Linked DNA regions of Mus musculus: region 2 is linked to region 1. The links are chromatin contacts, called in public Hi-C maps. All regions are on one chromosome and are shown on one strand. Each heading gives the region's core, a stretch centred on a gene start, on an enhancer-like site or on the middle of the called end of the contact. The rest is flanking DNA. Distances are from core to core; before and after follow the strand shown. Region 1 overlaps Lpp (LIM domain containing preferred translocation partner in lipoma). Region 2 overlaps Lpp (LIM domain containing preferred translocation partner in lipoma).

Region 1 (6,876 bases), core at 2,190-4,689:
GTGCGACTTGTTGAAAACTATGTGTGGTGGAAAATTCAACGTGGGAAAAAAAACAGAAAAGAGGGTTTGAAATAATAGTCTCAAGGTTGCAAAAGTCTAGAAAGAGAAAGCCTTTGTATCAGGTCCCCTGGACATGAGAATACTTGGAGACCATATTTGTTAGTTCATGGAGAGAGAGAGAGTCAAGTAGAGTACATGTCGTAAGTAATTTGAAAAGGGAAATTCTTTTTGCTCCCTTGAGTTTGTTGCAGTGATTTCACACTCATCAGTTTCGGTATTTTTCTATATTGTGTAACGTATTTTGTCCCCTACTAGCCTGCATGTCTCATTGCCAGCTGCTTGATGGCAAGGTGGGGTTTCATTAGTAGTGGGCAGTATGACTGGCTCTTGGAAACCATTCTTACATAAAGATATGGTGTACATGCCCTCGGAGTTGGAAGAAAATAAACAGGGACCTACAAATTAATATCTGTTGTCTTTTTGTAACAAATGACACTTGAATTTTGTTGCTGCTTTTCTATTTTCTTAAGGCAGAAATTTTATTTGATTGCACTTTTTAGTAGTTTATTGGCCACAGAAAGACCCTCTGTTAGTGCGTATGCTAGAGATATTCTCAAGTGATGTCCCCTTCTGAGCCAGACTGAGCTTTGTAATTAAACGAGAATTAGCAGAAGTATGTCGTGCCTGTATTCCTACTCTGCTAGTACCTTTTGGTGAGGGTGCTCCAAGTTCTCATATATCTAACACTACTGTCTAGCTCTTCCTATTATCGCAGTGGAGTAGACAGACAGGGATGCTGTTTTCTCATAGCTTGGTCTCTGACTCAGTTCCTTGATAGAAATTTATTCTTTATTCTTTATTCTTCATCTGTCTCAAACATAACATTAACGGTGACAGAAGCCAAGAAAACCTTTCAGTATTGCATGGTGTCTTATAACACACATGGAGAACCATTACTCTATTTGATCTTTAGGACTCTTTGATATCTAAATGCCAGGGGTTATTCTCATTTTATGGAGCTTGAACTGAGTCTACACAGCTGTTTCCACATAGTATCACTGGCTATAAAATTGCAGAGTGGATGATCAGAACGGCCAGTGTTTGGAACCTGAGTAGACTATTTTAGGAAGTGTAAACCCCCTAAAATTTGAGGCCAGACTTTGTTTCACCTTTTACAATGCTGTTCACATAATATGACTTAGAAAATGAGATGATGATGATGATGGTGGTGGTGGTTGTGGTGTTGGTGTTGGTAGTGGTAGACTTTCTAAGTCCCACTCCACACTGCTGTTTTGAATAAGGTTTTGTCCCAGGGATGTCTCTCCAGACTTTCTTTATGAGAGGTCTCTGAGAAGACTGGAACCTCTGTTCAAAACCCCTGCTTTTGATGAGCATGGTAAGTGATACACATTCATTTAGCTGTTACAAAGAAAAGTTCCTGTTATTTGGAAGATTTGCTCTTTCCTTGATTGTTTCAATTGTATAAGCCTAGTTTGTATTCTTTTTCTTTGATAACATTAGATACATTTGAAGATTTTCCATGTATTTTTATAAGATCAATAAAAGCAAATTTACTTAGTAACCCCAAACCTCTATTTTGTAATTTGTCAGCTCCTATTTTTTTTTTTATAATTCTTTGCTCATCAATACAGGCGTATAGTTTTCTTAAAGGCATATTTATTTTAACTGTATGCAGCTGCGAGTGCTGTTCCCTCAGAGTCCAGAAGGAAGTCTAGGATCTCCTAGAATTAGGGCTACAAGCAGTTTGAGCCATCTTATGTGCGTGATGGGCACCAAACGTGGTCTTCCCCGCAGAACAGTAAGAACACTTAATTCTGCATCAATTCTTCATCCCCAGGTCACTCTGTATTGTTCATTAACTAAGGACTGACATAAGTTTATGTTTTCATTAAATGTGATAGTATAAGAATCTAGCCCAACATTTCTAGCAGTGGCTTATTAAAGTATTCGAAGTGACAAAATAATTTGAATTCCCATTGCCTTGTTACTGGTCATGTGTCTTTCCTATAGTCCCTACAGTCAAGGTCTTCATAGATATAACTGTATGGGGAAACGTGCTGGAGGATTCAGATATTTACTGCCTGCTTCCCTGAACTGAACCCGGGCAGCTCTGGAAGGATATTTAGAACTGATTAGATAAGAGGGTTTTATGTACTGGAGGAGGTAGAGATGGTTGCACAGATTTTTCTCCTAGCCATACCCACTGATCTTGAACAATGGACACATGAGTTCAGGTGTAGTCTACTGACAGTTCCTGGTATATTATCCTGTGTGGGGCTGGGAGTGTATAGCTCAGTAGTAGAAGGTTTGCCAAACAACTGTTAAGGTGGTGGGTTCAAATCCTACCCTGCATAAATAAACCAAAGGAAAACCACACTACTTGTGTTCTTGTGTCTCACATAGTTTCATTGTGATATGTGATGGATCCTAAGTGAGGACATAGACAAAGGGTAGCTGAACGCATGTCCTTACAGTTGCTTCTGTCCCTGTGACAAACTGAGCCTCTCCTTCTTGTCATCACTGTTTTAATAATAGTAACATGACCTATAGTAAAGATTTTTTAGTATTAACCATGTTCTAGATATCATTCCTGATCCTCCTCTCTCAGTTGTCACGTTAATTTTAAGAAATTGTTTTGTTAGTGTCTTTCACTTGATGCTGATCTACCCTTGTCATGGCCACAGTGCTTTCTTCCCGATATGAGGCAAGGAAAGACAGGAGCCAGAGTGGAGTCTTGTAGGTGTCCATGTTCATGAGAGTCAACACAGTTCTGATCCTGAGGCTGAGATCAGAACTAGTGTTTGAGCTGTCATTGTGGAATCCTCCAGAAGCAGGATGAAAAGAGTTGCTATGGCAGGCAGCAGAGACTGGACTTCATTAGGGCTGTGACTTTCTCATCAGCTATTTGGTTCTTGAAGACAGGAGTCTGGCACACAGTTGGTATACATTGTTAATTTCAGGCTCAAAGGAACAAGTGGATGTTTGACTATTTCAAGAGAGTCTACTTAATTCTTCAGAAATTTTGTTCATCTGTAATCAGCCTAGAGTTTTCATGGAATTTCTGCTAATACAAAATCTTGTGTGATATTAAAACAGAGCTCTGGAACTGTGAAGATGTTAACACATTTCAAAATGTGTTGGTTTGATTTATTGTTTTCTTGTTCTGATAAAGATAGGGGACTACTCTTCTCTGTTTAGTGATTAAGTCACCCGCCACCTTTTTCTATTTTGGTCTTTGTGGTAATACATGTTTCCTGGAAAATTCCCCCCCCCCCCCCGTTCTATTAATACAGTAAAAGGGGGTTACGGCCGTGACTCACCCCAGGAAATCAGCCTTCGTTTGCTTCCTCAATCTCACAAACAGTGCAGTCCCCATGCACAAAATCAACAACTTCTGCAAATGGGTTACTTTATAGTTCTTAAGAAAGTTCTAGAAAATACAGTATTTGTGGTCGACTGTGTGCTTCCTGTGATGGTGGGGATTGTACAAAAGTTCAGGTTTTGCTTCTCAGTGTTCGTGAAATCCTTGCCACGCTAGATCAGTGATATGGTCTCTGGTAGGAGTTCTCTGACCTGCTGATGTTGAGCAAACATTCCAGGAACACATCCTTGCACAGTTACAGCTCAGGGCAGGGGCTTCAGCAGTTACTGTCTGGGGGTCAGAATTTCAGTGCACATGAGGTGTGTGCCAGCTTAGAGTCCCACTGTCACCCCTCTGCTCACTCGGCAATGACTGGATGGGGCCATCCACACATTAATTCTCTCCATGTGTCTTGGCGTCTCTGAGGTTTTGCTCAGTTCTCCTCATGAACTTGGGACCTGCTCTAAGGAAGCTTCCATTCCCATGACTGTGACTGCTATTACACAGTTACCTGTCATGTCCAAGGACTTCAGACTGTGAGCTCATCCTAAGGATGTCTAGCCTCAGCTGATGTGGATCAAGGCTGCGTAGAGTAAGCTTAGTCATTTTAATTCCATACGTTGTTCAACCCCAATTTTGTCTAGAAATTCATTCTTTTAAAAACAGAAATGGAGTTTAACCATGTGTTTTCTGTAGGATTTGTATTTTCCACTTTGCCTTATAATTTATATTCTTCCTTAGCTGATTTTTTAGGTATCTGACTGTGAATTTTTTCTGAATTATAAATGTCTTCCTTTTGACATTACTCTTCACTGCCTTTCTATTTTCCTGGTACAGTATGGGATAAATAGTAGCTGTTCACTGTTTGAGAAATGCTAACTATGTGGTTATTTGACCAGTGAGTGAACTTCTCTGGATCTCTGGTGTAGGAAAGGGTAGAGGAACAGTTCCTGCTTATTTTGAAGGCTAGGTATTATATTTAAAAACTCTTTTAATAGTGCCTGGTACTTAGTAAGCACTTACTAAATGTTATCATAAATAAATGATCTTTCTGCTACTTATAAAGTAGCCACATAGCATTTCCTTCTAGGATTTTCTTCCAGTCTTTTATGATGGATAAAGAAGAGCCATACAGTCTAGGAGTTCCTGTCAGCTTTCTTTATATAGGAAACCAGATGTAAATATGCTGTTTCAGTTACATACATCTCATATTTTTATATGATTGCTGACAAAACATTAAGTAAGAATTATGCTATCATATTCCCTAGATATCAATTCATGCTCTCATTAAAGTCAGACATTTATCTGGTACTGCTGACTGCTGTTCTTACCCGCAGTAATGTTAAGTACTGTCACCATTTAATGGTCTTGCCTGACCTTTGGGCATTAGTGCCAATCCTTTCTTCATTCTGTCCATGAAAACAACAACTTAGACATCCCATTCCTTCCTCCCTGTGTCTTCTTCTAGCTTAGAAACCTTTGTTTAATAGAGGGCTTGAAAACTTGCTGCAACAGAAAAAGATTGTAATAAGAAATTCTTTCTTCCATCCTTCCAAGTCGAAGCATGTGTTTATATGCCTTTTCATATGTCACACATTTAGGTGCATATACTTTTATATGTGTAATTTTCAGAATTTTCCTGTTATACGTTGAACAGTTGCCTTTGTGATTGCTGCTGCAAAGAACTCAGAGGGTTTTATTTTTTTTTCCTTTCATGATTTCAACCTTGAGAGTCAGCAGTCAGTGTGCTCTGGCACAGGGCATGTTGTTTTGCATTTATCAGATGATACTTTGCATGCCCAGAGGGGATCAGATTTGGAAGATGCATGCTTAAGTTTTTAAATATAAGTAACTCTACAGTGGGTTTGTGTTTGTCAGCCCAGTAAATCTTTATAGAACTTTGCATTGCAGTTGTCTCTGTGTGTTGATAACTGTTCCCTGGAGAGTACAGCATCAGAATTGAATCCTATAACTCCAATCCCTAAGTCTACTGCTGCACATTTCCCACAGTACCTAACGGTATGTGGGGAACTGCTCACTGTCCTGTCCCGTGTCATATGCCATGTGGGCAGCCAGTGCACACAGATATTCTCTATATTCAGCTTTAACCGCCACAAGTCACTTTTTCATGTAATAAGTGTACCACAATGCCCAGCGGGTTGTAGATGCTTAGTAGTTGCTGGAAGATTATTAAGTTACCCAGATATAAAAGTGGCAAATGGCTTAGTTACCTGGGTGTGGAAACGTCTGGTGTGGTTCTAGTGGGAGCTTTCTAAGTGTCTTAGTTTAAGCTGATGACATAGTAAAGAGGATCATACCTGCTCTGGTCACTGATACAGAGAGCCTACATTGCCCTTCAAGACAAGGCATCTGTCACCTAAAAGCCCGATACTTTCCCATGGCAGTCTAAAAGGTGACAGATTCTAGGCGATGTCTTTTGGGAAGAACAGACAGACACCGAGGATGCTGCTCTTCTGAACAGCTTTTGTGGTTAGGAGTGAGACTAGGAAGTGACTGGATCAGTGTGGAAGCCTCACTGGGTCCCAGGATGGAGAGACTTAGGAGTGCTGTTGTCCAGCCTGAGAGAGTGGATGTATTGTCACATGTGATGCTGATTTCCCCTTTCTATCAGTAACTGTGTCTGCAGCACCTTCTTCCCACTGTCTATACCACCACCCCTCATTACTCCTTTTGCTTGCTAAAATTTGAATACTTGGTAATGATTTGTAAAAATTACATTCCATGTGATAATGTATCATATCAGCAACCTGGGCAAAGAGATATCCTCTAAAATCCGTAGCATGAATCTGAGTGAGATGAGACCTCACCTTTCCCTGAAAGAAGTTTGTTTGACATTTGTTTGTTCATTGTGTTGTGTGCGCCTCAGTTCATTCTTTTATTTTATTTTATCTAAGGAAGTTATACCTATTGATATGTCAGTGAACTATGTGTATGCCTTTCCTTTGAGGCCAGAAGTGGTTGTTGGATATTTTGGGACTAGAGTTACAACTAGAGCTGTAAGCTGCCATTTGTTTTCTGGGGATAGAACATGGGGTTTTAGAAAGAATGGCCTGCGTTCTTAACCACTGAGCCATCTGGAAAGATCCTGTGTGTCTATGTTGTAAAGGAATTTCTGAACTTAATCCCCGCACAGTTTCAGTGCAAGCCCTTTGTTGTAGTAACTGTTCCAGAAGGATGCCTGGCGTTGTGTCCTGAGGATGCTCACCAGCTTAGATCAGGGAGTAGAGCAGCCTGGGAAAGCTGATGGCGTTCTTCCTGACTCTAGAGTATTCTTGATTAAGAATTTGATGGAGGAGCCAATTCTTGTGGTATACTCCTACAATCTCAGGACCTGGGAGGTCAAGCCAGGAAAGAGCTACAAATTTGATGAGTCTGTGTTTATTTTTTTTAAAGATGTTTCTAGATGATTAAAGGTGTCATAGGTCTACAGTTTGTTTTTTTGTTTCAAGGATAGAGACAGACAGAAAAAAACC
Region 2 (6,400 bases), core at 449-2,948, 190 kb after region 1:
CTTATCCTATGCTATGCACATAAGTGTGTAGTATAAATGTGTATGTGTATCCATTTTGTGTCTGTGTGTTGCTTATATTGAACAAACTCACACATTCATATACAAGCTGAGTTCTGTAAGGGAGAAGCTGCTATGTTGGCTGCTGGAGCCTCACTTCAGCACTTGGCAAGAAGGAAAAGCTCAGGGAGGATTTGTTAGCTGAAGGAATCAAGTTATTACCTCGTTCAGGCTTCACCATAATCATCCAAAGTGCATAAAGTCCATATTGTATCTTGTGTCTTTTCAAGTTAAAAAACTGAGTCCCAAGGACCTGCTCAGGGTTTCAAAGGTACACAGTGGCCAAACAAAAACTTGAACCCTAGCTTTCTAGATCCATAACCTTTCTTCACTGACTTCTGGGAATTTTCTATATTAATAGCAATGCATGAACTATCTCACGAGGAAAAATTGCTTCCAAATTTAAATGCGTGATGCATATGCAGGAAATCACTGACTTTTCAATCCAAGGGTAATGCGGTTGGTGTGACTTTCAGGGAATAGGGCTTTCTTTTACCCACTCTTCCTGATGGGCATGTGTCAGTGCACACAAATGCATACCATACATCCCTCACTTCACACTTTCCGAGGCTTCTTAATTCCTCCTCAGGTTCTCCATGCTCTGGTGTCTTTTATAGCTTCTGCTGGACCAGGCACCCACATGACATTTGTTATTGGGATGTCAGCAAGTGTAAAGACTGTGGGAAGAGAGAAAGCTGACCCATCTAATGTAGACGAGAGCCTGGTACTAGTAGAAGTTTGCTTCCGTCCTGATTGTAGCTCATGGCAGGAAGCAGAGTAAAGCCTTTATTGATGACTAAGTTGTATTGAATATTACAGCATGTCACTAATCGCCACGAGACCCTAATGGAATACCATTCTTACTGAGATGGGAGCCAAGGTTCAGCACTGGAGAGAGGTGACACAAACACCACAGCCAGGGAAGGGCGGCCTTAAGCCCTGTGCCTAGAACACACGAACCCTTACACTGAAATTGGCCGCATAGTGTAGGTGTTTGCACAGTCACTTTCTCTTCTTGGGAAACTATCTCTTGTGTTCTTTAACACATCTTTGTAAATGAGAAAAAGGCACACAGTGCCCTGAGATCACAGTAAAATACAAGGGAACTATATTCATTTCCCATATTCCCATATTCAGACAGACAGACAGACACACACACACAATTGAAAAATCTTTAAAAGGATTGCTGTGGGGAACAAATGATGTCCTACGTGGCTCAGCAGTTGAGATCTCACTGCTCTTGAAGGAGATGTGAGTTGGTTCCTAGCACCCAGGGTTGATAGCTCATAACTGCCAGAACTGCATTCCCAAGGAGATCTGACGCCCTCTACTGGATTTTATGAGCACCTGCACTCATAGATCCCTCCTGACCAGAGTCTGTCTCCTTGCCCATCTCCCTGTCTCTGTCTTTCATAGGGAATGTTAAAATAATCTGATAAAATACAAGAGAAAAGTAACATTAGCTTTTAATCTAAAGTGCATGTGGGTAGGGTGAGTCACTGAAAATTGTACAAAAGAGATCTTAAGTTCTGTAGGATGTTTCAAAGTCTGTGGAAATGCAGTGAGTAGCCCAGGAACTCTGTAAAAGCCTATTTTGGTGCTCGGGGTAGACAGATGGTAATAAGGTAATGGGATGTCTAGTCTATGCAGATTCACAAGTCTGGTTCTGCATTTGACCATGAGTCAGGCCTTGGACATGGTTTCTCCATGTAGACTTATTTCTTTCTCTTTTCGTTTCTCATAAATGGCTACGAAGACTTGCTGGAAGCTGTGTGTGGTTCTTTTTACTGAAATTATCATTTGGGGAAACACTTGTTCTCTAAGACTTACTGAACTCCACCCCACAAAGCATGCCCCCTACTCAGATGTCATCTCCTGTACATCATTTGGAAGATGGATTATTGGGGTTTCCCACCAGTCCCCAGCTCAGTTTCTATTTCCAAATTCCGGCTGCCAGTTCCATACTTGGTTAAGATCCTGCTTCTGCCTGGTATCCTAGGGAAACAGTTTGTAAGGGCTGCTGTGTCCATCTGCCTTCCTGCCTGAGTTTTTGACTATACACCCTGATTATTTCCTAATCTAGAAGTGAATCACAAGACTGCAAATGCAGGGAACAGCCTTGAAATATGTTCAGAGTGTGAATACTTACAGAGTTAGGCCTGAGAGTGTAGAGCAAGACACTTGCATTTGTGACTCTACTTATGTATATATTTATAGGCACTTTGATAAAGCCAATGTAAGTGCATACATAGTTGGGCTGTGTATCAAGAAATCTTAATTTTTAAATGCAGAGACATTACAATTACAGTGTGAACATGGACCTGGAAACCTCCCTGCACACCATTCCCAGTCAGCTGTGACATTGTTCAAGGGACCCTTGGCTTGAAGTTGTCAAGATAAGATAAGTTGGTTAGCTTCAGGCTGTATCTCTTCATCTACAAGAAGCCCATCCTCCACTTGTCATGGGAATTTTGAGCCTTTGTCCTAGAATTTTTTTTTTGACCAAACTAACTTGTTAAATAATATATTCTACAGTCTTGGTTTTATACTCCTAGATACATAGGTATTATACCATCAGAATCATAATTTGGGGTGTAGTGGTGAATGTCTGAAATCCCACACAGCAGGATCCAGAGGTCAGGAACATTATGAGTTACAAAACAGGACTATATCACAAAAGCAAACAATGTAGAGTAATATAAGCAGTATCCTAGACAGATTTGATTTTTATATCAATAAACAGTCTTCTACCAGATAAATCTGTATACTTTTCAAGCTTTGAAAAGTTTGAACCTTACTCCTAAATTTCCATCCAGCACACTTAATATGAACAGCAGGTTATTAAAAATTTACCTATTTGGCTTGTAAAACTTTGGAGCCTAGTTGCTAAATTCACCATTGGACATTGTTGGAAGTCAAAGATGAGCAGAAAAGAAGAAAGCATAGGTTTTGACATTTTTGAGCACACTAACCTTGTCCTTGTAGTTATTCTAGCCAGTACAATGCTAAGTAAGATCCAGAAGATGTAGTGAGTAGGTGAGCTGGGCCTCTCACTGGAAGCTTGTGAATAAAAATGTTTGGAAGGGTAGACAGCCTAGGTCTTATCATATCCCTAGCATTAGAGATGGAGCCCTTAGCAGCTAGAATCTGGTGTTTCATTTAATTACTTTTCAAAATGCCGTTACCAGAATTTTTATGTAAATACATATTTTATTCCCTGAGGCATGTTAATATGAAATCAAAATTATACAACACTGAAAGGAAAACACAATTTCCTTTCTTTTCACCAGGTCTCTCTAATGTGTTGTTGAAAACATGCTATAGGATGGTGAAGATGCTCAGACTGTGCCTGTGATTCCTGAAGTATTTATACTACAGAGCCATAGCACCATGTCATCATGATGATCGTCAGGCAGCTCACAGAATGCAGTTCAGTAGACTATGGGCTTAGCAGTGATCCTGAGCTCCCACTGTAGGAAGTGCCGCTATCCTTAGGGAAACAGGCCCTAAATTGACAGGCACAGAGCTACACTATGTGGTATTCAGTGGTTGATGACTCAAAGAGACATGGCTATTTCTTATTATATGTTTATATGTCAAACATTGTTCGTCTGTCTTGTTACCCACATCATTCCTAGAACAGACCTTGCATGTGTGGCTGCTACAGTTATCTTCATTTTTAGAGGGCACTGAACCGTAGAGAAGGTGAGTTATTTGCCCAAGGCTATACAGTTAACAATAATTGAGTTTTGTGATGTATTCTCTTGTTCTATTCTCTAAAAACAAGCTGAAAAATAAGTTATATTGGATTTGACAGGTTAAAGGACAAGAACCTGAAGACTAGTGGAGCAACCCTGCAGTGTGCAAAGGTGGGGGCGGGATGTGCAGTGCCTGGCTCCTGGTGTTCATAGTAATAGACATTACATGAGCAGTGGATGGCCTGGGAGTCAAAAATGTTCTCACAGCTGGTGTTGAGAGCATGGAGTGAGCTGATCTGGAACAGAGAGAGTAGGTGATAAATACAATGTAAACACCCTTAGGGATGGCAATCCATAATGAAGAAACCAAAGGTGACATAGTTCATTCCTTCTATTGGTTAAGTAGCAGCTGTTCTTGTCCCTGGTCATCCTTCAGAACTTGCTGGGAAGCTATCTAATACTGTTAACGCCTGGTCCTCCCCTAGTCACGGAGATAATGGTCTTTGGGGTAGAATTGCTGTGAATTCAGTCTCTAGTGATTCTGGTGAGCAGGCCTGGCTACATGACCAGCTTAGCAGAGAGATTGTATCCTGTGTTTGACATCAGAAAGCAACTGCTTAAAAATGGCATCCCAAGAGTTCCCATGTACAAACCCAAGGAAGCCTAAGCATTTCCCCGCTGGTCATCCCTTGCTCCAGCCTGTGAGCCTCAACAGGCAGGGGATTCAGGTTGCATACTTCTTCCATCCCCTCTTGGGATACTTATTCAGTTTTTCTTTAAATAATTTCTGGTTTGTCACTTTCTAGAACCTTTTATCCATGCCTGATTCTCTATGTAATTATGATTTTGATATAGTCAGGGTAATATCCCCTTGGCCTTATAGTCTAGGGCTTGGGGTCAGAGCCAAAATGTTATCATTCATGACCTATGTAATGCTTAATTTCCTCATCCATATCATGGGGGACATTAACTGCATTTGCTTCACAGGAAGTTCTGATTATTAAATAAAATATTTGGTCCAGTGCTCTCCACAGAGTTGCCAGTAAATGTAATCTTTATGATTGTGGATAATAACATGAAACACTGATAATGAATCTCGGCAAGAAAGCACTTCCTATGGCTGACTTTCTGTAGATTCCAGCCTCTACCAACGAGAATAGAAGATAGAAAATTCTAGGTTCCTTTAAGGTAAGACTCTGAATTGTCACCATGCCTTATTTTGCAGACTGACCTGTGATAGATGTTTCTGTAGAGAAACCATAAAATATTTTGATATAGTCACTCAGCCTAGGACGTCTAGCCCTAGGATCAGATAACCTTGGACCAAAGTGTTGCCTTTCATGACCTATGTCATGCTAACTTTCTTCATCTATATTATGGGATGATACCCTTAGGGATGGCAATCCATAATGAAGAAACCAAAGGTGACATAGCTCATTCCTTCTGTTGGTTAAGTAGCAGCTGTTCTTGTCCCTGGTCATCCTTCAGAACTTGCTGGGAAGCCATCTAATACTGTTAACGTCCTGGTCCTCCCCTAGTCATGGAGATAATGGTCTTTGGGGAAGAATTGCTGTGAATTCCTTCTCTAGTGATTCTGGTGAGCAGGTAGTATAAAGAACTTGTGGCGTATACAGACAAGATTGGAGAGCGTGGGAAAGTACTCATGGTGCCACACATGGTCTTAATGTAGCGAGGGCTGCACAAGAGTGCAACAAGTTACATCGTGGCTTCTGCTGGGTTTCTTATCTATCTGGTGTTTGCAGGAAGTTTGAAACAGCACAGGGGAAAGGGGAACCACAACATCAAGGATGTGAAAGCTGCATGTATTCAAGCAGGGTTTGGGCATCAGACTTAAACTAAGGGGAAAACCAAAGGAAGCTGGCTTGTGTGTGGTTAAGAGGAACAGGGGTGCTGATTGAGGGCCTCAGAGTCAAGCTCTCCAAAAGGCTCTCTCTTAGCTTTGTCTTTAGGTGTGTGCCCACTCCTGAACTCACCAGGTCACAGCGGATAATTCCAAAGTCATACAGATAGCCCAGGATAATCCCAAACAAAACAAAACAGGCATCCGTTTAGTTGTGCTTAGTCTTTCTTCCCCATGCTTTCTGCTTATTTCCAGTTTCTAAGAGACATGTTCTAGTTCCCTTCTGCCTTGTTCATTCTGCAGATGAGCAAACAGTGATGACAGGTTCTCATCCTCGGTCTCCTGGCTGCCTGTGTCCTGGACCATAGTCTGCTCTAACTCCAAGTACAGAGATGACAGACCAACTTTGGAATGTATTCAACTTCCTTGCTGAGAATAAGTCAACATGAGAACTGGTGTTCTTATCTTCAAGAATAACTGACTTCTCTTCTTTTTGTTGACCAAGTTCTTACCTTAACTGCCCCCACATAACTACTTTAGAAGAACCCATGACCTTGCTGAGAACTGCTGCATGCCAAGGAAGACTTAATTTCCTCTAAGTACTTGAGAGGAGAAAAACAATAATCTATATGATGGGCTTTTGGCTGAAACCCATATCCTCTAGAAGGTAGAACTTGGCATAACTCATGGTCTAGTTTAAAGAAAAATGTTTTGTTCTGATGTCATCTGCCTAATTAATGTAAAAGAGGATTGAATTTTTCCTATGCAATGTCATTTAGCCTTA

Evidence for each region. Hi-C and Micro-C count contacts between places; a contact is called where the count stands out from the background.
Region 2: a Hi-C map of bone marrow-derived macrophages shows a contact between it and region 1, with 7 times the contacts expected there. The contact joins two enhancer-like sites. A contact is called at or near these places in 2 of 39 promoter capture datasets (the C10 cell line and liver), 1 of 15 datasets of contacts at CTCF or cohesin (the NIH/3T3 cell line), 8 of 484 Hi-C or Micro-C datasets (B cells, CD4 T cells, the G1E-ER4 cell line and 3 more) and 4 of 115 datasets of contacts at active chromatin or transcription factors (CD8 T cells, bone marrow-derived macrophages, microglia and 1 more).

The regions. Positions count from the first base shown.
Region 1 is chr16:24,626,077-24,632,952 of GRCm38.p6, forward strand. The region is part of intron 5 of Lpp (LIM domain containing preferred translocation partner in lipoma); the gene reads left to right. Among named protein-coding and RNA genes, the nearest start is that of Mir28a, 200 kb to the right of the region's middle. Within about 2 kb of position 3,440, at least 111 of the 459 cell types and tissues checked have an H3K27ac peak or open chromatin away from gene starts, as enhancers often do. A contact at or near this core is called in bone marrow-derived macrophages, where this site is marked.
Region 2 is chr16:24,821,008-24,827,407 of GRCm38.p6, forward strand. All of the region lies in intron 8 of Lpp (LIM domain containing preferred translocation partner in lipoma), which reads left to right. Among named protein-coding and RNA genes, the nearest start is that of Mir28a, 3.6 kb to the right of the region's middle. Within about 2 kb of position 1,699, at least 6 of the 459 cell types and tissues checked have an H3K27ac peak or open chromatin away from gene starts, as enhancers often do. A contact at or near this core is called in bone marrow-derived macrophages, where this site is marked.